2 separate regions of the Mus musculus genome follow, and region 2 is linked to region 1. Evidence: chromatin contacts called from public Hi-C data. All regions are on one chromosome and are shown on one strand. Each heading gives the region's core, a stretch centred on a gene start, on an enhancer-like site or on the middle of the called end of the contact. The rest is flanking DNA. Distances are from core to core; before and after follow the strand shown.

Region 1 (7,188 bases), core at 4,389-6,888:
TGAGGCACCCCAGCAGACACACAAAACACACACACACACACACACACACACACACACACACACACACACACGGTCAGTAGCCATGTTCTCCTTTTCTTTCTGATTCCATGGGCTAGTTGCTCCCTTCAAAGGTTGAAAATATGTGCTGGGTCTTGATGTCATTGTGTCACTTGGTCAGAAGTGCTTAGCTTCTCCCTGAGGTCTTCTGAGAGAATGCTGATGTAGAGAGAAGCGCAAAGCCCACGAGGCACTTCATGATTACTGAGATATGCCTGTAGCCGGAAAACAGAGCCGAAGAAGCTTCCTTTTTTGTACATAAGGTAGATCCAAAGAAAGGCAATCTCCAGACGAAGCCTAAGCCCTGACTTTTATGAGGTCAAAGACTGGGAGAGGACCTCAAGACCCAAGAGGCAACTTGACCTTGACCTTGAAATTCAGCTTGCCTCAGCCACTTACTCCAAAATTTTCAGGTCCATATGTGGAGTCTGGACTCAGCAGCTCCCTGGGAGAGGCTATGATAGCAAGCTTGCCTACTAATCCCATGTACATGTTCCACCTACTGGGGCAGGACCAACCTCAGCTCTCCCCTCCTTAGAGATTAGGTAGTGGGGTCGAGGGAGAAGCCACTGATATTGATCATGCTTAGGGGTTGCTTTTGGGTAAGTTTGGAACACTGATTTCCCAGTTTTAAGGGAGATACTCAAGAGGGTACAGTGGGAAGTGTTAGGCAACAGGGCAGGGGACTCTTCCTTAGAAACTCAGTGTGTGGCAGTCTGTCCAGGAATGAAGACAGGCTTCTAATGGCGAGCTTTGGCTTTCATAGGGTGATTTCCAAACCCTGCATTTGTTATGACAGTAACAGCTGAGATGTTGACTGGGCTCTGTGGAGGCTGTGGGATCCTTGAATATGACCTGAGTTCAGCTAGCCCTGCTGGTCTTGCTGGTTAGAGCAAAGGAGACAGACTTTCAGCACTTTTTAAGGGCCAATAATGGCAGAGGGCTGTAATGTCATGAAAGAAACTGCAACTCATTTTGAAGATGCAGGGCACAGAAACCTACGTGGTTGAGGAACTCTGAGAGAGCCATATTTAAATACATTTCTATGTGTACAGATGCTTGCATGTGTGTGGGCACATATGCATGTTCTTGTGGAGGTCAGAGGCTAATGTCCAGTGTTGTTTCCCGTCACTCTTTACCTATATATTGAGAAATGCTCTCTCACTGGTTCTGGCCAGCTTGCTCCCTGTTGCCGCTCTAGGAGGGTTGGCCTTATAGGTGGACTGCCATAGCCACTGGCTTCTATGTGAGTGCTGAGGACTTGATTTCCAGTCCTCAGGCTGTGTGGCAGATGCTCTATGCACCAAGTTCCCCAGCCCCAAAGCACATTTCCCCAATACTGCAGAACCACTCAATTATACACAACAAAACCCACCCAGTTGATGGTTTGTTTTTGTTCTTGGTCTCCCTTGCTTTATACACAAGGTCGGCTTAGGAAAGTCAAACCCCAACTGGAACCCAGAACTTGACTTTGACAAGGTCAGTCTATCAAAAGGCCCAGAAGGGACCCAGAGCAAAGATGCTTCATCCTTTATCCATCCACACACTGGAGGACATATTGGGGATATTTCTGGGTTTTGAGTCATTTTCAACAGAGTGATTGTAATTTCACATATGGGATTTCAGTAGACAGGCTTTCATTTCATCTGAGACTCAGAGATAGGTCATCTCTGATAAGAGTATGTTCAGCTTCGAAGATAAACCCCACCCACCCCTGCCAACTGCATGGAAATTTCCGGTGTTCTCACCAGCACTGATACCTTGATATGGTCAGTTTTCATTTTTTTTTCTTTTTACAGATTTGAATAGGTACGTGGATTCATTTTAAATTAGAAGAGTCTCTTTGGACAAGCTTGTCAGTAGTGTGTGTGTGTGTGTGTGTAAATTATATATAAATTTTAAGGTGGTACCTGCCCCTGGATCAGTGAATCCGGTGACTCGGTGAATGGCTGGAGGGAGAGAGGGACTGCAGCCTGCAGCTAAGTGTCCCATCAGCCCTGGGTTGGAACCTTCACCCACAATATTAGTTTCAGCTGAGTACTGATTCTAGGGTGAAACAGCTGTGCCCTGGGTTTGGAAAGAGGAGGGCATTTGAGGGAGGAGGGACATGCAGAGCATAGAGTGGGGGAGGGTGTTTTGTGTGTGTGTGTGTGTGTGTGTGTGTGTGTGTGTGTGTATGTATGTATATATGTGTGTGTGAATGTGTTCTGAGTACTGAGAACATGCTATGCACCTGGCACCGTCCGTGTGTCTGAGCATACACCATAGGGAAGCCACAGTGATGCTGGGATCCTTGTACTCAGAGCTCACTGTGCTTCGGATGCTCTGCCCTCCACGCAGGTTAATCCGTTTATTCTTTCCAACAGTCTTATGCCATAATGATAGCCTTAGCACTATCATTATGTACATTTTATGGACAAGGAAACTGAAGCAGAAAGAGATGAAAGAACGTGCCCAAAGCCATTCCACAAAGAAGAGCGCTGGTTTATGCTCCATAGTCTGACCCCGTGTCCTCAACCCCTCACCACTAGGGTGTCGTGGCCGTGCTTATTAGTTAAGGGATTGTGCAAGCTGTTGCTGTAACCAGTAAATAGTAATGAGCATGTAGTCCTCCATATATGGAGACCTGGGCAGACAGACATGAGGCTTTTCTCTCAGGCATCAACCTCAAAGGCGTTGTCCAAGGCTGTTAGGCTGGCTCTGTTCTCAGGCTCCAAGTTTGAGTTTAAGGTCATAACATTTTCTCACTTTCTGGCCAGTAGGGAGGGCAAAAGAGGCAAGAGGCACATGTATGTTCCTTTTAATGGAATGATCCAGAAGTTTATACTTCCCATTGATCAGAACCCATGGCCACATCAAGCTACAAAGGAAGCCAGGAACTCTGGTGTCTATTGAGCATGGCCTCCGCTATAATTCAAGGGCTCTGCTGTGAAAGGGAGGGGTGGAACCCCGGCCCTCTCGGCCACGGCTTGTAGACTGTCCTCTGTGAAGGTTGTTCCCTGAGGGTCAAATGACCTGTAAGTGGGAACACTTTGTGGTTAGACTTGGGTTTAGATCACTCTAGAAGACTGTTTGCAGAAGGAAGGGGTGGGTGGAGCTAGGAGCAGGGGGCCTGCTGAGTGCTAGGATTTGCAGGTTGGCCCTGTGAATGCCTTCTGGACATGGAGTTTGACCAGTCATCTGTCTTACGTACCCACCCCTCTGACCCCACTTGTCTAGTATCGAGTCCGTGCATGGTGCTCCAGCGATGGTCCTGACGGGCATGGCAGGACCCGGTTCAGTCCTTCATGAGTTGTCCATTCAATGCAGGCACAGTCCTCTGCTCTCCTCACTAACGGTGGCCTCTTCTGTCTGTTTCTCTTGGTCTCAGGACCCCCGGAGCAAACACAAGTTTAAGATCCACACGTACTCCAGTCCTACCTTCTGTGACCACTGTGGATCGCTGCTGTATGGACTTATTCACCAGGGGATGAAATGCGACAGTAAGTCCTTGACGTCCTGGGGGGCATGTGCCACAAGAGAGGCTTCTATCCTAATGGCTTAGGGTCCACGTCTGCACTGTGTCCCCTGACCCCTGGGTAGGAAAGGTACTGTTGTTACCCGATGTCCTGTATTGAGGTCTTCTCCCCATAACAAGGTGGGCCAGCTCATCCCCGTGCAGAACACTTCCTATACACCACCTCCCTGTTGTGTCCGCTCTCTGGGGAACTCAAGCTATTAATGTCACTACTTTAAACTAGGAGATATCTTACGTAAGTGTGTTCTTGATGACATTAAACATGGGGCAGTTTGACAACATCGTGTAAACATTCCTATAGGGTCTACTTGGGTGGGTGTGGCCTTGTCCTCCACGGGACCACCTCCACATCTTCCCTCACTTGCAGGATGGTGCACTGGGCATTTGAGTTGGCACTTCAGAACCACAGGAGTATAGAAATATAGAGGTACTGCTTCAGGCTATAACTTAGCCTTCAAGGAGAATGACCCCCATCCTTCCTTCATGCATCAGGGTTGGGAGAAAGATTTGGAGAAGTCCTTCTGATAGGATGTAACTTGTTCTCTGCTAGGTGGGTGTCACTAAGGTCAGGGAACAGGAAGGCACCGGTGGGTCTAGGTACAGCTGATGCCTGGAGCCCCCAGCGTGGGCCAACCTGAACCAGCCTGAGCCATTCCTCCCTTCCCTCTCTCTGCCCTCACAGCCTGTATGATGAACGTGCACAAGCGCTGCGTGATGAACGTCCCCAGCCTCTGCGGCACTGACCACACGGAACGCCGCGGCCGCATCTATATCCAGGCCCACATCGACAGAGAGGTTCTCATTGTTGTTGGTAGGTGGCCCCGAGGCTCCTGCATCGGGAGGTGCCCGAGCTTCAGGGTTCCAGAGTTCCGTGAACATGTGAGGGGGTGGGGGTGGGGTGGGAAGGGGTGAGGGGGTGGGAGGTGGGTGGGTGGGGGTGGGGATAGTGCCCAGGCAGGTCACAGGTGCACGGAGGGGCATAATGTGCATAATGTGGCTGCTTTGCTCCTGCCTCCAGTGTGGCCCTTCTCCACAGTGAAGTCCTCAGACTGTGGAACCTCAAAGCCACCTTCTCAGCACTTTGAGGTGGCTTCAGCTGCCTAAAGGGCAGCTGAGCCTTCCAGGCTTCATTCTAAAAACAAAATGTGAAATTGAAATTATAATAATTGTATTTATTTGTGGCCACAGTATATCTGACACATGTACAATATGTGACCATCAAGTCAAGGTAACCTTCATGTATCTCTGGGCCACCTGAGCCCTCCATTCGCCCTTCTTTAAAACAACAACAACAATAGCAGCAACAAAGAATGTGTAATTAAAATACAGTAATAGTATACATTTGTGGACGTGGTATATTTTGACACATGTGCAAATCATAATGACCAAATCAAGATAATTTTCACATATGTCTGCACTGCTCAGACACCTATGGTTTCCTTGTATTGAGGATACTGAAAGGACTTATAATTTCACAGAATCTTCTTCCTGCCTCCTATCTGTTCTCTCCGCGTCTCCTGGAACGTGAAGTGCCTGTGCCCTTTTTCAGATAACAGAGAAGGCATCCTTGCTTCCTCCCCAGACTTTTCCAATGGGAACATAGAGTCTTGATGACCAACACCAAATTTGGAAGAATTTATGTCTTAAAGAGGGAGGGAGGGGGTATGCAGGCCAGAGAACTATCCGGGGCCTCCAAAATTTATTTTAACCTGTTGGGAGCTATGCCAATCACTATAATATTCTGCATACTTGTTTTGTGTCTGAACTGAGAAAACACAGCAATTTGCCTAGGAGAGGAGACACACAAAGGGCAGAAAGAAGGGCCTATCTGCTTTTCTGTGGTGAGCATCTGTGATACTCAGAGAATAGGAATTCACCTGTGCTGGACTGGCAGAGACTTACCCGTTCCTCACGGCAAAACCAGTACAAAAAAACTAGACACAATGGTGTGGGGATTTGAAGGAACCGTTTCTTCCAGGCTTGCGACACAAACTCTGTAGACTTACGTAACTAATTTGTATATACAAGGCCTCACCATTTCATCACGGAAGGAGTCGGTTTTGTTAAGTTGGCCAATTTCTGAGGCCCCAGAAGGGTTTAGTAGCACTGACCTGCTGAGCCCTAATGTGGTCAGAGTTTGCTTAAACCATATAAAAGTTAAAAACTATAACTCCTTTTTGAAAGGGCCGTTTCAGAAACCTGGTGAGTTCTTAGAGAAGATGGCTTCATCAAGAGGCTTTTCCTTCAAGGACAGGCCAAGGGAGGAGGCAGCTGTCTCCCAGAGAGGTGCTTGTGGGGTAGGAGTGGGACAACAGAGAATCTTAGGGTAACAAGTTCAAGGAAAGCCTGCCCTATCCCTCACCATTGACTTGAGCCTTCAGTGCCTGAGGGACAAAAACTGAGGCTCTGCTGCCACCTAGTGGTTGAAAACGGTTGCCATGGGCAGTCACATTTACAGAGTGTATTTAGAGCCACAGGACCATCTTGCCTGATAAGTTCATTTTAGGAATGTGATCTAGGGAAGTGAGCATTATCCTGGTACCCATCCTGAAACAGGTTCATCAGGTGCTCAGTTCCCCAGCTAGGTCCAACTGACTTGAAAGCACTCTCCTATACACACCAAGTTACTGTTTTAGCTTAGCTTCGTCTCGTTGCTTAGTTTCCCATTTATTTCCTTTTCTAGTTTAGCAGCAGTAGCTCTTAGGGGAATCCACTCGGAGTCTTTGATGATTTGAGGGCACAGGAGTCTTTTGAGCTCAAGGTCAGGTATTCTGCATAATTGTACTAATGTCTCTCAGGCTGTCCTGGGACACATCTGTGATATCTGTTGCTATAGCAACAAAGTACCATGGACTTTGATTCTTGCAGAGTCCTGAAGGTCTAGGTCAGTAGTGTTATTCCCTGTGCTGGGCTCCAAGGGACTCTGATCTATACTTCTGCTGGTTGCTGACAGTCTTTGGGGTTCTGTGACTCTAATGTGTATGTGTTCTTTGCTGTACGTCTGCTAAATTAGGATGCCAACCATTGGATTGTGGCCCACCTTAACCTACTATGACCTGATCCTCACTTGAGCACAACCATAAGGACTTTATGTCCATATAAGGTCATGGTCACAGGTGGCAGGATGCAGGTTTGAACTTAGGATTTGGGGGGGGGGTCACAATTCAACTCAATAATGGAAGGTAGAAAAGTTGAGGCCCCCTTAAAGTTCAGAATAGAATTTTCCATCCTTAGGGTCCCGCAAACTTTAATTATAAAGCTGCAAGCATTTTAGTAGTGTCTGTGAGATTGCTCAATGGACTAATGCTGTTGCCTTCACAGGCCAAGAGAGACTAAGACTTGGCAAAGCTTAACCAAGATCAGAGACAGAGCAGAGATTCCCATCTGGGCCACCGTGTCACTACACCTTGCTAATAACTCCTTCACAATTCAGGCATAGGCTGTGCTTAGCATAACCTTATTTATTGATTCTAATAAGAGACTTAAAGGTTGCCTGGGGCCTTCTCAGAAGTTCTGCACCAGAAGTGGCCTTGTGTTTTACCTCACACAAACCCTAGACGCACTTGTGGGGTTAGAACTTTCTACTGGCCACCAGCCTGGGACACCGTTGTCAG
Region 2 (6,731 bases), core at 2,417-4,916, 100 kb before region 1:
TCTTGGCGGCCTTTCTGCGGTCCCTCCAAATAAGGTATTCCTGAGAAGTACTGAGAAGTACAGTTTCTGAGCCACTGCCTTGCTGGGGAAGGAGTAAACTGTACAGAGCAAAAGCATAAAGATGGGTTCTCCTTTCTTTTTAATTAATAAAATTTAAAATTCTTATTAAAGGGCACTTATCAAATGAAAACAGAGAAGAAAACAAAATCTCCCATGCACATTTTAATAAGTACAAATGGGCATTCCAATTTTTAATTATTTTGAGCCAGGGTTTCTTTATGTTCTTGTACATTTTAGTAAGTACATATGCACATTTCAATTTTTAATTATTTCGAGACAGGCTACAGTTATTTGTGTAGCCTAGGCTGGCCTCATACCCATGACCCTTCTGCCTCAGCCCCTAGAGTGGTATGTTGACAGGCCGGTACCAGCACACCCAGTCTTGGCTGTAAACACATTATTCCTGACATCTGTTTTCTGTTCCCCACAATTAGCACAATAAACAGCTTTCCATGCCAAGCAATGTATATCTGCAGTGTTTCCCCCCAGCATCGCTGTATCCTGCCCTGTTTACAGAAGGCTTTAATTGCATTTTATTTGAAGAGTTACCTACAGTCTCACCGACTCAGGATTTCTCTCTGCTGGTTTGGACTTAGGTATTCAGTTTGTCTACTTAAAGGCAATAAATACCACTAGTTTCTTACAATTTTTTCCCCTGGAAATAGATTATAATAGATAAGGAAGTATATGAATATCATTTATTTTTAATTTTTAAAAATAATTTATTTTCTCTCCTCCACTCACATTAAAATGCTAGCTAAACATTTTGTTTCTCAGCAGCATGTTTTGGGCAGAGTGTGGTGGCAGATATCCATACCCTCAGGACCCTAAAGGCTGAGGCAAGGGGATTGATCATAAGTTTGAGGCTAGCTTGGGCAGTTTAGTAAGTCCAAGGTCAGCCTTATAAAGAAACAGAAACTATCAGAATTTGTTCTACATTAGCCAATACAGAGCATCTTTGCTCTAGGACTCTGGGTCCAGGGTGTGGTGGAAACAGTCACACTGAAGCCTTTTCTGTGGTCTGCCCAAACTTCATATCCAACGGTGCACCTAGGGAAGGGACAGTCTGGCTCTCAGGGTACTGTAGGACCAGAGTATGAATGGTATTGGCTTCCAAAGATCTGATGTCAAAAACAGAGCCGGTGAGCCACATGCCAGGTGGCAGTCACTAGCCAAAGGCCATTTTCAGCTTCTGTATGGTTCTTCATTGGGACCATGCCTAAGACATCGAAACTGCCCTTCATTTCAGTTGGCTGAAAAAAGGTTTCATCATAGGCAAAGAGAGAAGCTCAGATCTTCCTTCCTTCCTTCCTTCCTTCCTTCCTTCCTTCCTTCCTTCCTTCCTTCCTTCCTCCTTCTTCCTCCCTCCCTCCCTCCCTCCCTCCCTCCCTCCCTCCCTCCCTCCCTCCCTCCCCCCTCCCTCCCTCCCTCCCTCCCTCCCCCCTCTTTCTTTCTTTCTTTCTTTCTTTCTTTCTTTCTTTCTTTCTTTCTTTCTTTCTTTCTTTCTTGCAAGATGGATGAAGGGTAAACGATCCAAAACTGACCCAGTTCAGGAAAGGGACCTCGTCTAGATTGTACATTTATCTCTACGTTGAAGGCAGGTGACAGGGCCAATAAAAGGGTTTCACAGTTCACTTTCTGACCTGTCTTCCTGGTTTTCATTCACCAGACCAGTAGGTTTAATTATGTTGAGCTGATGCCTCAGGTTAGATGAATGAGAGAAAAATATGGGGTGTCATGAAATTGGGTGCTTCAGGGGGAAGAGCAGAGACCTCTCAGAGCCAAGTGGGGATCACCTTGTGTTAGCAAATGAGAGCCAAAGAGGGGTCAGCTTAGCTGGGGATAGGGTCACCTTCTGATATGTGGAGGGATAGAAGGATGGAAGTAACAATCAAAAGTGGGAAGGTTGTGATGGAGGTCAAAGAGGACGCCCATGGGAAGGTGCAGGAAGTAATCACCTGTCCTTGATGGGTTGAGTGAGGCTTCCTGAAACCAAGCTAACCTTTCCCACAGGCTCTCATCAGCTTCACACAAGAAGTTTGTGTCTTGGGTAGCGTGAGGTCAGGAGGAGAGACCCACCCATTCCCCCATCACAGGGTTGCCTCTTTTATGGAGGATGAAGTGAAGTTACTGTCCACCCAAACCTAGTCACCAAACAATTTTGAAATGCTTTCTTAAATAAGGATTGGGCAAACAGGACCGAATACTCTCATTGCGGAGGGTGTCAATGAAGACTGCACCATAAAAAAAGCCTCAAGTTAAGAATACAGTGCTTTATATAAAAGCAAGAGCAGCCAAGTCTATGCTTAGAGATGAGTTCAGAGCTGTGGTCTCATCACTGAAGGTTCTGCAATGCTTTACTCTGAGCGTGGTCGGGCCACTCATTTATTCTAGCAAACGGAACTTATCATGGCATAAAATAAAATGTGTCTGGTTTCCAGTTTAGGAACTTCATCCTGAGTTGGTTTATCTATCAATCAGGTCTTGGAGTTTCAATCACAGTGTGAGGTAAGGGACATACATTGTTGAGGGAATCTTTTTTGGAGGTAACTGTAGATTTCTTTCCACTACAATGATTCCTAGAATGTGTCCAATCAAATTGAATTGAACGACATTGCAGAGCATGCTTGAGGAGGTATCATGGGGAGGTGCTTCAAATACGGAGGTTCATGTGAAAACAGCATCATGGGAGGAACTCATTCGGAGCAGCGTTTGCTTTAAACACCTTTGCCTTTAGCCACCCCTCAATCGAGTCCCAAATTCCTCGGAGTATTGAAGTTCCTCTTAGGTTCTACTCTGAGTCGTGACATTTTTATCAGAGGAAAGAATGAGTGCGTGTGAACTGATGAGATGGCTCAGCGTGGTGTGTGTGTGTGTGAGCACTCGTGTTTGTGTGTTTGTGTGTGTGTGTGCTAATATACACACATAGTATTTTTAAAAAGGAAAATATATTCTCATGTTCATGTTTTTTAAACATAAATTACCTTCTTGGCCCCTTTTAAGTGCATAGTCCTATTGTTTTTAAGCGCATTCGCATACTTGTGCAAAAGATCTGTAGACTTTGTTTCTCTTGAAAAAGTTCAACTCTCTCCCCATTAAACAATCCTCCACTCGCCACTTCCTCCAGCTCTGCCAACCACCGTCTGTCTGAGTTTGAGCACTCCAGGTACTTCATGCAGGTGAAATGATATAGCATTTGTCTTTCTGTAATTGGCTCACTTCACTTAACACAATGCCTTCAGGATTCATCCACGTTGGATGATGTGCCAGAATTTTATTTTTAAAGCTAAATAATATTCCACTGCACACACAGATGGCATGCGGCTTAACTATTCACCTGCCAGTGGACACTTGAGTCTCTTCTACCTCTTGGCTACTGTGATTTTTAAGCTTCAACAAGAGTGGCTACAAAGTCTGCTTTTGTTTTGTTTTCTGGATGTTGAATTGCTGTGTCACACGGTAACTAATTTTTAGTTTTTTTGAGGAAGCAACACTCTATTTTCCATAGCAGCTGTGCTTTTTTTTAAATCTTTTACCTCATGGCACTGCAGTTTCCCCGTAACTTCACCAACACTTGTCATTTTCTTCCTTTCCTTTGTTGCTGTTGTCAGCCCTCTTAAGGGTATGAGGCAATGCCTTATAGCTCCAGTTTGTGTTTCCCTAATGCATGATTGCAGGTTCCTATTGACCACGTGCATATCTTCTTGGGCAAAGTTTTTATTCAAGTTAACTTTCTCGATTCTGTATTATCACATCTGTATTGATTCAAGCTAGCACAACCGGAATAAATGCTGGCATTTAGACTGATTTTTTTTTTTTTTTGTGTGGCTCATTACAAATAAAATCTGCCCCTGAGTAACCTCCAGTTTGCTGGAAGCAGCTGGAGTACAGTTCCCAGATAATTTTCTTTTAAAAGGGAAATTTGTGAAAGTATCATGCATCTTTCCTTTTTGACACTAATGGGACGATTTAATGTAATTTCAGAGGGAGGTAGGAGCCACTTCCAAGGCTCCTGTGATGGAGGAGGGTTACCCAGTTCCTTGTCACATGGTGTGTGGGGGGAGCAGAGTAGTGTTCAGTGCAGGCTCTCGGGGAGAGGAGTGGGTGAAGCAGCTGATTCCTGGCTGCTTGGGGCTCAAAGGAGAGCAAGGAGGGGAGGGCTGGGAGAGTGGAAGTTGGCAAGGGGAATCTGTGTGCCCAGGGGGCATCATGTGCAGGAAAAGTACCCTGGGGCCCTAAGTCTTTGCAGGCCTCAGCTTCCTCGTCTTTCAAAGTGGAGACTTAAAGAAGAAAGGGAAGGTGGGCTTCTTCATCTTAAAGGATGTATTAAGGTGCTGAGGACTTTGTCCTGGTTTTTTTATGTGTTTGTGAGAATGACACATGTGTGTGGGCACATGCCTATGTGTGTGTATATATGTGTATTTCCGTGTTTGTGTTTGTGTGTGTGTGTGTGTATAGGCCTTAATTAATTACTGTTCCACCTGACTTGCTCAGGCAGGGTCTCTTAATCCGGACTCTCTGATATGGCTAGCCAGCTTGCTCTGGTTTCTGAGAGGGGAATTAAAGGCAGTTCCCATGTCCACCTAGTACTTATGTGGGCTTCTGGGATCTGAACTCTGCTCAACAATCGAGTTCACCCCTTACCCGGCTCTTGAGCCGCTTCGGTCCTTCTTCTAGAGGAGCTCTTGGTGTCATGAAGAGTTAGCCTTGTCCTTACACAATTAGGGCCCAAATGAGAAGGAATCTAGGCTCAGACACGATGTGCTCTCGTGTTCCGAGAATGCCAGGAAATGTATTAACTCTGAAGCACAAGCCTTGGATGGGCATCCAGATGGGTACATAAGAAGGCATCTGAGTTGCATCTTGCAGGCTCACTGAAGTTGTACAGCAGCAAGATTTCGGGGAAGGACAAGCTGGCAAGGGACCAGTATGAGCAAAGGCCTGGCGGCAAGCCAGTCTGTGGTCAGTTGTTGACCTGAGTGTTTGCTTTTATGGTACACGGGACACTAAGGCAGGGTAATGAAAACTCAGTGCTCAGAAGACTTTGGGTGATTAAGACAACATGTGAATATTTATCTGTGGATGAGCATGTCAGCGTAAAAGCCTGAAAATTAAAACCCTACAAGAGCTGCATGGGGGACCTAAGTGAGTGGAGTGGGTTGGAGTGAAGTATTGTCATTGAACCACATTGAGGTTCATAGTGGTGTCCTGTCAGCTGAGACTCCTAGCAATAGGGGATATGGAACATGAATCGCCCACCTATAACCAGGCAAGACTTCCAGTGGGAGGAGGGACACCAACCCATCCACAAAAGCTTCGACCCATAGTATTTCCTGCCTATAAGAGGTGCAGGGATAAAGAGAGAGCAGAAAGTGAGGGAATGGCCAGCTTGAGTCCCATGCCGTGAGAGAGAGCCCACCCCTGACACTGTAAATAATGTTCTGCTATCCTTGCAGATGGGAGGCTAGCCTAGCAGTCGTCTGAGTGGCTTCACCCAGCAGCTGATAGAAACAGATGCAGAGAGTTGCACCCAAACATTAGGCAGAGCTCAGGGGATCTTGTGGAAGAAGGGCCAGAGAGGTCAAGGACACCATAAGAAAACCTACAAAATCAATTAACTTGGGCCCAAAGGGATTCCCAGAGACTGAACCACCAATCAGAGAGCACACGTGGTATGGACCTAGGCTTCCTATACTTATGTAACAGATGTATAGCTTGGTTCTCATGTGGGACCTCTGACAGCAGGATCAGAGGCTCTCTGTGACAATGTTGCCTGCCTCTGGGTCCCTTACTGGATGGTCTTGTCTAGCCTCAACAGAAGAAGATGCGCTCAGTTCTATTACAGCTTGATATACGAAGATGGGATGATATCCACGAGAGGCCTCCCCTTCTCTGAGCAGAAAGGGAGAGAGCATAGGGGAGGGAAGGAGGGAGGGGGGAACTCAAAGAGAGGAGGGAGGGAAGCTCCAATCAGGATGCGAAATAAATAAATAAAGAAAGAAAGAGAGAGAGAAGAGAAGAGAAGAGAAGAGAAGAGAAGAGAAGAGAAGAGAAGAGAAGAGGGCCCTGAGTAGTGAGCGGCTTCTGTCTGTTGAAGCCTGATTGTAAAGCTTCCAGCCCTTCCATCTTTTCAAAAGAAATGAGGAATCTGGATCTTACGCAAATTTTAATTTTTAGAAACAAAGACATGGTGACATAGGCAAAGGAAAGATGTCATTAGGATAGCCCCCATAACCTTTCACCTTTTTTAGTTTTTAAAAAGAACATATATAATTCTTATCTGGCAGGCTGGTGTATATGGACTTCAGTGTGAGGATGAGGTGTGAGGGGTTGTGGCACACTGTGTGAGCTTATTTAGGGGACACACACTGTGGAGGTCACCACAGTGCCACCTCTGCAGAAATTTCAGCCGTATGGTCTCTGTGAGATGAGAGCCTCGCTTTTAAAATCTGTTACTTTATTTTATTGTGCTTTACTCTTAAGTCAGAATCTCTCTTTATATAGTCTTGGCTGGCCTCAAACTTGTACTTCTCCTGCTTCAGCTTCCTGAATTCTAGGGTTATAGCCATGGGTCACCCTACCTAGCAGATATTATTGGCAACACATTTAAAAAGGAGAAGAAGAAAAGGAAGAAAGCAATGCTCTACCCTTTCCCCAGGGCCCAAGACCGC

What was found. Hi-C and Micro-C count contacts between places; a contact is called where the count stands out from the background.
Region 2: a contact with region 1 is called in a Hi-C map of bone marrow-derived macrophages, with 2.8 times the contacts expected there. The contact joins two enhancer-like sites. A contact is called at or near these places in 1 of 39 promoter capture datasets (neutrophils), 16 of 484 Hi-C or Micro-C datasets (LSK cells, T follicular helper cells, bone marrow-derived dendritic cells and 11 more) and 3 of 115 datasets of contacts at active chromatin or transcription factors (double positive thymocytes, large pre-B cells and oligodendrocyte precursor cells).

The regions. Positions count from the first base shown.
Region 1 is chr7:122,453,788-122,460,975 of GRCm38.p6, forward strand. It overlaps Prkcb (protein kinase C, beta), which reads left to right. Exons shown (of 17, transcript NM_008855.2): 4 at 3,428-3,539; 5 at 4,257-4,385. Among named protein-coding and RNA genes, the nearest start is that of Gm51497, 160 kb to the left of the region's middle. Within about 2 kb of position 5,639, at least 36 of the 459 cell types and tissues checked have an H3K27ac peak or open chromatin away from gene starts, as enhancers often do. A contact at or near this core is called in bone marrow-derived macrophages, where this site is marked.
Region 2 is chr7:122,353,050-122,359,780 of GRCm38.p6, forward strand. All of the region lies in intron 2 of Prkcb (protein kinase C, beta), which reads left to right. Among named protein-coding and RNA genes, the nearest start is that of Gm51497, 60 kb to the left of the region's middle. Within about 2 kb of position 3,667, at least 15 of the 459 cell types and tissues checked have an H3K27ac peak or open chromatin away from gene starts, as enhancers often do. A contact at or near this core is called in bone marrow-derived macrophages, where this site is marked.